Linked DNA regions of Capsicum annuum: region 1 is linked to region 2. The links are chromatin contacts, called in public Hi-C maps. All regions are on one chromosome and are shown on one strand. Each heading gives the region's core, a stretch centred on a gene start, on an enhancer-like site or on the middle of the called end of the contact. The rest is flanking DNA. Distances are from core to core; before and after follow the strand shown.

Evidence for each region. Hi-C and Micro-C count contacts between places; a contact is called where the count stands out from the background.
Region 1: a contact with region 2 is called in a Hi-C map of leaf, with 2.5 times the contacts expected there. The contact joins two enhancer-like sites. A contact is called at or near these places in 2 of 5 Hi-C or Micro-C datasets (leaf and placenta).

What each region holds. Positions count from the first base shown.
Region 1 is chr4:71,366,771-71,371,450 of UCD10Xv1.1, reverse strand. It overlaps LOC107867988 (a long non-coding RNA gene), which reads right to left. Exons shown (of 6, transcript XR_001673506.2): 4 at 3,927-4,003; 5 at 2,212-2,695; 6 at 1,520-2,043. Among protein-coding and RNA genes, the nearest start is that of LOC107867988, 4.4 kb to the right of the region's middle. Within about 2 kb of position 1,925, at least 2 of the 5 cell types and tissues checked have an H3K27ac peak or open chromatin away from gene starts, as enhancers often do. A contact at or near this core is called in leaf, where this site is marked.
Region 2 is chr4:70,779,328-70,784,285 of UCD10Xv1.1, reverse strand. LOC107867982 (oxysterol-binding protein-related protein 1C) reads right to left here. Exons shown (of 9, transcript XM_016714511.2): 9 at 3,374-3,701. The coding sequence ends at 3,540. Among protein-coding and RNA genes, the nearest start is that of LOC107867982, 11 kb to the right of the region's middle. Within about 2 kb of position 2,880, at least 4 of the 5 cell types and tissues checked have an H3K27ac peak or open chromatin away from gene starts, as enhancers often do. A contact at or near this core is called in leaf, where this site is marked.

The DNA.
Region 1 (4,680 bases), core at 676-3,175, 590 kb before region 2:
TAAATACAATGAACAAAACCCTTTTATTTATAGGAGAAATTTACTCCTAGTCTGAGTAAAAGATGGATGCTTCAAATCCTAATAGATATCAAAGTAGATCTTGATAGATATTGATAGACATTCACTATAATGTAAATACATTTATAACAGCAGTAAAATTTACATTCTAGATGTTTAATTGACAAAATTATGTTAATCTTTTTTTTTCTACCTAAAATTAGGGGGATGCGGCCTGTCCTAACAGAGGCCCAACGTAAAGAATATTTTTAGGTTAACTATTGTGATTTATAATACTTTTTACGTAATTTTTAAATAATATATTTTATATCATCTGTCTCAATTTATGTGGTATTGGAACAATTTTTTAGAACTAACTAAATTTTTTACATATTTTTTAAATATTTTGAATTATTAATTATTATGATTTATAGTAAATTTTGTTTTGTCTCCATTTATGTGGCAGTAATAAAATTTAGAGAGCCAAACAAAATTTTTTACATCTTTATAATTATTTTAAATTGTTAATTATTATGATTTCTAACAATTTTGCATAATTCTCAAAAATATAATATATTGAAAAGAAAAGTAAAATAAACAGATATAAAAGAAAATATCTAAGCAAGCAACACAAGCAACATGTAGATCTGCTACCTGTTTATCATCCCTTATAAGTGAGGTAATAAATCACAAATGTCAATTTGAGTGGCACAATTCTTAGATGGTCATAATAACTAATTACGAGTGGTAAAGTAAATTCACGATTTAAGAAACGAAGCAGACATATTTTAAATGACTTACAATAACCAATTAGAAGTGATATAGCCAAATTACTACAAAAAATATTTGTGAAAAAAAATTAAGTGGTCTCATATAAGACGTCAAGTTAATTTATAACATCAAAAGTTAATTTATCACTTTATGTCTATTTTATTTTATTTTTTGTTAAATATTATTAATTTTTTAATATTTAAATTACACATATAATTAATTAGGAGTGATGTTTAGTAAATTACAGTTGAAGCAGCTGAAGTAGATTTATCATAAATGTTTATTATTTAATTAAATATTATTAATTTTTTTAATACATAAAGTAATTATAATAATTAATTAAGAGTGATATAGTAAATAAATACCATGCCAACGTTTTGTGTTCTGGTGTGTTTCGTTTGAAGATAAATATTCTATCCTTAATTGTATCTGTTTTTACAGCATTCAAATCATTTTTAGTGGTTCTAAATCACAAAATCCTAAATATTTGCTAGGTAGCAAAATTAAATAGTTCAATTAAATTGCAACACACTGTCATTTTAGTTGATTCATTTGTATATATTAGGTTGCCAAATCAAACAATTTTTTTTTTTCATTTGACGGACTGAGAAGGTTAGCTTCAGAAGAGGCCACAACATTATCCTAACAAATTAGCACATCAGAAGCAATAGAAGTAATGGTAGCACTCTCACACACAGAATAAAATGTAACATAAAAAGGCCTACATATAGCTAGATTTCATTAAACATGATTAAATGTGTTAATAAGATGCAATCCCTAATACATGGGATATATTTTATATTCATGAATTTTGCAAACAAAGCACCTATAAATGCAATCATTACTGCTAGTATAAGTCATCCCCCATTTTTTTATTTTTTTTTTTGGGGGGGGGGGGGGGGGGGGGGGGTTCCTCACTCTAGGAGAAATTAAACCAGACAGTAAAAATTTAACTTATAGTTGATGCAGTCAGCCGATTCTTAGCTTATAAAAATGCAATGCATAATATTATAGTAGTGTCATTCGAGCCTCTATCATTCACCATCTGATCAAGGAAACCATTTGTTCTCTCTTCCATTTCCAGAGCAATGGCATACTCTCAGGCCTTGTCCTGCAGCTGGTTAACAAATTTATAAATCAGGAGCCTGATGGCTCATCACATAACTACCACAGGTATTCTTGTAGTGCATTACTTGAGCTTTTATTTTTCATTTGATCCAGCGATTGAAGCGCAAAGCAAAGTCCCAGTTGGATATACGCATCTTGCACTTCTTCCTAGGTAAACATATGTACACACATTTGAAAAAAGAAAAGAGTCAGTCCATACAATTTAATTACATCGTAAGGTGCTGAGCTAGTGATCTGCAAATATTAGAATATAGAAGTTGTCATTATTATGGTGAAAAGTCGAGCAGAAATAGGAGTAAAGGCAGAGAAACTTACTGGACGACAAAGAAAATATCTTGTCCATGACTGCCTCATGTGTTTGAACGATGCGAAAACCATTACCAATATCATTTACTTATATGGTTTGCCATGCTCTAAAGAAATTAATTTTAATTTTATATCAGATTCATGTGTTGCCTGCAGCAGATTTTCAGATTTTCTTGCCCTGAACTTTTTGCACTCCTTCCTGGGCAAACATACATACATTATAAAAAGAAAGAGAGCCAGTACATAAAATTCATGTACATCACAAGATGTTGAGCTAATGACTTGCAAATATGAAAGAGTACGGAGGTGGTCATTATTATGGTGAGAAATCAAGCAGAAACAGACAGCCACTATCTAAAAAATATAGTGCATGAACTTGAGCCATCTCTGCATACTCCTCCGTTGTTGGGATCATCCCAGACATCTTCTACCAAGAAGCATCATCTTTTGGACAACACGGTGGGAAAGAAGGCTCTGTAAGTCTGAGCAAGCTCTGAAACACAAAGAGTTGCTTTTAAGTTACGGATAAAGAAGGAAGTAATACAAGTTCCAAAAGTCATCTAGCTTGTATAGAAAACATAAACATTGTCGGAATTTTGGCACCACTCAATACTTACAAAGAAAATATGATAACCTTCATATTATCCCTAAAAGAATATGAAACAGATTACAATTCAGAAAAATAAAACATTAACCATATGACCAAGACTTGCTACATTAAGTAGAGAATGTGAGATTAAATTTGATAAATAAGATTTGACACCTGCTGTATAAAATAAAGAATGTGAGATTAAGATTGAAAAAAAGATTCATTATCCCCACACACAAAAAAGAGAGGAGGATAACACTGTCAACTTAATTAGTTCTACACTTCTACTATTATAAGCTGCGAAAAGCCTTTTTGGGAGCAGATATAGCTTGTTCCCTTAGTTCAATAAATGGATTGCTCCAAAGCCCACTTTGTAGGACTACACTGGATATATTATAGTTGTTGCTGAAGAAAGGATCTCCAACTCCTCTCTTCTCCCAACATAATTCGTTGGAGAATCAATCTCTCTCTAATCTTCACGAGGTCATCTACTTCCCTCCCCACAACAATAATTATGTCAATGAAGTGTCCCTATGGAAGTTTTTCCTGTTGTTTCTCTTCTTCAACCACAAAATCCTAGCCTTTTCTATTCAACTAACCTCTTTGGCCGTGGTTGAAATTTCTGCCTTACTCTTCAACTTCTCTATTTTGATCATTTCTCCTTCTTGTGAAATAAGTCTTTTCATCTTCTGTGTAAAGTTCTTCTGTTCGACTCCAAATCTAACTAAACAACTTTTGAACTGTATGATTGTCACCAGCTTCATATAAGTTTTCCAAAACTCTCACTTTCAACATGTTTGCTGACCTAGAACTCCCTTTAAGTTCGTTCATTTGACATCCATCGATGCTATACAATTACTTCATTATTTCAAAAATGTTTTCAGTTAATTAATGAAGTTATATCCTATCTGAATACTACATACTTATTGTATGATTAAAAAATATGCTCTATACAAGTAATGCATGACTTCAAAAATATTTCCAGCTAATTAATGAAGCTATATCCTATCCGAATACTACATACTTATTGTATGATAAAAAGAAAATATGACCATTTGATAGATGAAGATATGTTTTCAAATCCCAATCTTATCCAAATTCTAAAACTGTATCAAGAAAGGTCTAGATAACATACAATTATATTATCTCTGTCATCTGACACCCCTAACTGTCCATAATCATTGAGTCCACTATCATTAACACAATCATTTTCTGCAAAAAGAGGACGACGTTAATTTGTAAGCAAGCTTCTACTAATGCATTAGCAGTTTAAAATATTATTTTAGCGATAGAACTGGACAATTTTATTGGTTCAAATCCGTAGTGACAAACTCCTACATTCCTATCACAATGTTAGTTCTGAATAAGTTTTATTGTGAAATAAAATAGACAGATGCTGGTGGACTAAAGAAATAATCCATAAAGATTATTCAACAGGCTCTGAAAAGAATTCCAGCAGGACCTTACAACCAATTAATATGGCTTGTGAAGAACAACAATTATCAGAAAATAATCGAGTTAGAGCTGCAGCTATGAGTGTTATGAAAACCATAAGTGAAGACATTGGTCTTTCTCACGAATATGCAGGAGAGAGACTCAAAAAATAGGCTTCATAAAAAAGATGTATAAATTCACTGCAACTGCAGTGAAGCTAACTGATCCATATAGAGCTATTTAGGTTCTACATAAAGATTCCCTCATCAAGTCTTGAAGCTAGCTGATAAACATACTGGACAATATAGAAACATGCTAAGAATCTTGTTTGGATTAAGATTTCTCTTTTGAATGAAGTCATCAGATCCTTTTGAAATATAACTCAGGAGAAGACATATTGAAGCAACCACTCATAAAGTTGAAGAAACATGTTCAAGACTTCTATCAAGGATTTC
Region 2 (4,958 bases), core at 1,631-4,130:
TTAATACCTTGCAAGATATAGAGAAGTTACCAGTGAATTCCTTGGATGCACATCTCAATTGCAGAATTTTTGATGAGCCTATCTTTGTAGTTTAGGCTCACACTTTTCCATTGATGAATAAAGTCAATGACTGGCTCATCCTTTTTTTTTAGTATTTATTGGCTCTACCATGCTCACTGTACGCCTTGTGCTGTAGAAGTGATTCAAGAACTCATGCTCCAATTGCTCTTAACTATCGATGGAATTAGGCTCAAGGTATGTATACCAATCGAAGGTGTTTCCCTTTAAGGAACAGACAAATTGGTTGATAAGATAGTCCCCAGAGATTTTTACATTATTACATGTCTTAAAAACTATCCGACATGTTGCTTTGGAGTGCCTTTGCCCTCAAATTATTAAAATTTGGGGGTTGATAACCGACAAGAATTTTGAGGCTATTAATCTTACAGTGTAGGGCTTGGCGTATGTCAGTTAAGACTTAGTCGCATTATCATACTTGTATTTGAGGTCCCCTTTAATAAACTCATTCAATTGATCAATCGGAATCATTCCCTCAGATGAAACTTGTACCTCCTTAGCTGGTGGTGTTTGTTTTATAGGATGATCTATGTCATGAACTTCTGGATCTTCCCCGGGTGCATAGTTAGAATCCCCATTATTAATCCATCCATCCTATCCTCCAACTTATTAATCTAAGCATCTTGATTTTGCATATATTTGATCAAAACCTCAATTGCCTTTTTCAGGTTTGCAAGATGCTCCTTTATAGATGAGGCGTCAGTTACCATTGCTTACATGATCACTAAAGACGTTGGAGAGTAACATGGATTGTCGCGTAAGTTGATCTTCAAAGTGCTCAGCTTATTCAGTGTAAGTGGAGATAAATCATTGGTTAAACGATCATCATTCTTTGTGCCAAAGTATTTTGAACCAGAGTGCACAAGTAGAGCTAGAGTCTTCTTAAGTGTCTCTACCACATTGCTTTCTTCTTCTGAAGCATTTGTATGGTACCTCGCTTCTTTTAAGCTTGAAGATATGAAAATTGGAGTTAGTGCAGACAACACTTTATATGTTTATTGTCCTAGTATGTTGGCCTTTCTCCTTGTGATAGCTCCAAAGCTTCCAAAAGTAACACCAAAGATGCTTTCTACTTCAGCAGAGAATTAGAAATCAACAACCTTGGGGGCAGTTGATTGAGAATTGACCTTCTTGGAAGTAATTTTAGTGTTCTAAGATTTTGATGTCAGAAAAGTTGAGATGATAGGTAGAGATTATCCCATTGGGTGTGCCGGAATTTGTTACAGTAAAATTCTAATCAAGAAAATAATATCGAAACAAGAAAAATATTGCAATAATTATTTTATGAATTTCAATATGTGAGTGTTACAATATCTGTGACTCCTCTAATTCCCCTTTTCAAATATAAATTCAAGGGTTTCGAGCTTGATCTTGAATTTGAACTTGATTTGTGGATTTGCTAAGCTTGATTTTGAATTATACTTGAATTCAAGGGCTTTTGAGATTGATCTTGAATCTTGTGGTCTTGATCTTTAATCTTGAGAAATTGGATCTTGATTTGTGAATTTGATGGACTTGATCTTGACTTGTACTTGAATTCAAGGGTCTTCAAGCTTGTTCTTAAATCTTGTGGTCTTGATCTTGAATCTTGAGGAACTGATCTTGAATGCTTGAATTTGTAGAAAAACCTGTGTTGTTTGATCCGCGAGCTTTCTCTAGCTTCTTATTAGAATTGTTGGTTCTTTTTTCTAAATTATAAGACCCCTATTTATAGTTGTAGGAAGAAAAGAGTCATGGTGAAGGAGAATTTCTTTTTAAGGTGAATTTCTTTTGATCAATCAGATTTAAGTGACATGACGCATTTTTATGGGCTTTTGATTTCACTTGGCTTGCTGCATCATTTTGATATGTGGCACGATCCTATTGGCTTCTTCACTTAACTTGACTACTTGGCATGCCACGTCATTTGACATGTGGCGCTCAATTGGGCTTCTAAAACATGATGGCATCTTGGGTTAACAAAATGAACTCAGAATTTGTAGTTCAAATCAATGGATTAGCGCAATAAGAATTGGGTTTGAATTGAATCCGTATTTCTTGAACTTAATAATTCATTCAATTATATCACTTCATAATATTTGTTTGGACTAATATATTTAAAATTTATGTGATCACAACAGGTTTCTGTTCGTATAAATTTTCAAGAATCTTGATTACAGCAAAAGTATAAGTTCTGTTGTAAATCTTGCAAGCACAAATATTCCAAATCTACTTCATCGCCCCCTGTGATGTCTTTTATGATCAAGCTCTATTACCCTTCTATCAACTTATACATCACAATAGTTTGTGCAACTTTGAGCAACCCTCTTTGTACTTATAGCACCTTTTTTACTCCTTTATATAAACAATAAATAGCTTGGTAAGCCACTTGTAGCACCTCATTCCTCATACATTGAGTGACATTCTTTAGCAGACCCAATTGATTTGCAAGTGTATCCAATGGTTTTTGTATTGTATTGTTGTGTAGAAATTTATCTTGAGAAATTGGTCAAATTAAGTAAGTACATCCCTCTTTCAACTCACTATCTACAATCATGAATTGCGCAGGGAATTGTCTTTAAAACTCTTAACCTAATCTATTTTATTTTAGCTGTACTAGTTATACATTTCATTCTTCCTTTCACTCTCCAGATTTTGGTAGTATAGGAATTCGCCATAGGTTTTGCTAGCAGAATCCTTTAATCGTCTCTTAGCTCTCATATACTTTTGAAGGCTTTATATCCTGCTTGAGAAACCTCTGTCAAGTATCCTTATAATCCCATATAGATTTTGGTAGTATAGGAATTTGCCATAGGCTTTGCTAGTAATTTCCTTCAGTCGTCTCTCGGCTCTCATATACTGTAGAAGGCTTTATATTCTGCTTGAGAAATCTCTGTTAAGTATACTTATAACCCAAGCCATAAACTAACATGACTTAATGGTCTTCCTCCTCCTCCTCCAAGGAATCCACGCGCAGAACATGCACTATATAGCATGCAGAAATAGTGGAGGAGCTTGCTAGTTATTGTTTGTAGGTGAGAAGATTGTAATGTGCACACAGATTTGTTTTGAGTTCTTTTTTATCTTCAATAGTTGGATACCTAGAAATCAAATTAGATAAACAGTTGAATGGTTCTGTATTAGTCCAAAACTGTCCAAACAGATCGAAGGCACGCCTACTCTGAGCTTGTGTCCAGTGTTGAAGTCTGTATGCTAAAAGCAATGAGGAATATGCATCGTCTTTGAATCCTGAGACACACACTACCTTCGTATTGCAATTCATATTTTTAGAAGTAATCAACGGGAAGATCCAAAACAACAAAGAATGAAATCTTTATTACTTGGAGGCATTAAAAGTACTTTACATATTTCAAAGACAATTTGCAGCACCAGTAAACCTCTCCCCTGCTGTATAATGAGATGTAAAATATTTGGAAGAAAATGAAATAATAAGCCCGAAATGGCTAGAGCTCACTCGGTCATTACATCTGATCAGAAGGGATATGACCAAAAATATCAGGACATGCCTCCCACTTGCCCTTTTCCCTTGCCTCCCAATAACCGCCAATGTAGTGGTAACCATCACTCCCTTTGTCTTTTGCAAACCACTGTGGCTTCCAACCCCTTTCCTGCATTTTCCGAGCCTGCATGCAAACAAGTAACAATATTATGCCACCTCTATTCAACTAGCCAGGTAACAAATGATGCTGGTTTAGGCCATTCTGTTGCATTTTTAGAACCAACACCTACAGTATTAGTTGAATGCAAATCCATCTCATTTAAACATCTAGTCATTTAAAGTCCCTGACTTGTTCGGAGTTCTAAGAACATTAGTTGAAAAATGTAGTGGGTAAAAATATGAGCAACAATGGCAGCCAGGGCAGGAAACAAACTGCAATATGGTTGTCTCCTCAAAAATAAATCAACAAACAAGGACAGAAGAAACTCCAGTCATTTCCTACTCGGCTCATGATCTCAACTTTAACCCCCAAACAATAGGCCGTTACGATTACCTGTCTCTGCCGTTCTTCAAGACGTAGCTTTTCTGAGTTGGCCCTGTCATATTCGCCATTCTCCAAGCACCTTTGATCAGGTCTAAGTCTAGAATCTGTTGGTGGCAGCTTGTCCTATAAATGAAGTGATATTAACACCAAGGTCATCCAGGACTAGAACGAGTGTGAAGAATCGATATAAAGTCGTATACTAAGGGTAAGAGCAAAAGATGTAAGCAGATAATTGCAGATACTTCTAAACCACTACTGCTTTACTAGTCTATGGCCACAAATATACAACAAATTAGCTCCCTAAGAATGTGATGATTCAAAGATAATAAATAGAACGGAAAAGGTACAAATATACCCCTGAACTATGATAAATGGTACACGTATGCCCCTCGTTATACTTTGGGTACATTTATACCCTTCCCGTTAATGTTTAGGGCTGTATATACCCCTAGACTTAACGGAGGGACACGTGTCATAATCCTAGAAGTTGACCCATTTTTTAAAATTATATTTAACCTAAATATATTAAATTACCCATATCAATCCCTATCCGAGCCGCACCCGACCCAGACTCAATCCACTCCATAGAATATTCAGAACAAACCCACAAAATTAACGGGAAGAGAGGGTCTTTGCTATGATCTTACACCATCTTTCCCATCAAAATTCTTTCTTTTCTTAATCCTTTTATCACTATTACCTTCTTCATTGTTCCCTTGTCCTTGCACTGGTGTACCTGGTGATTCTGGTTCACCATTATTTCCATCCATTCATTGCATCCCTAGGTGAAAAAAGCGCCATCTCACGATACCGTATGCACTTTACAAACCTTATTAGTTTTCTTATCAGTTCCAAAGAAAACACCTACAATCACATCCTTATGTCCTAAAAACAGAA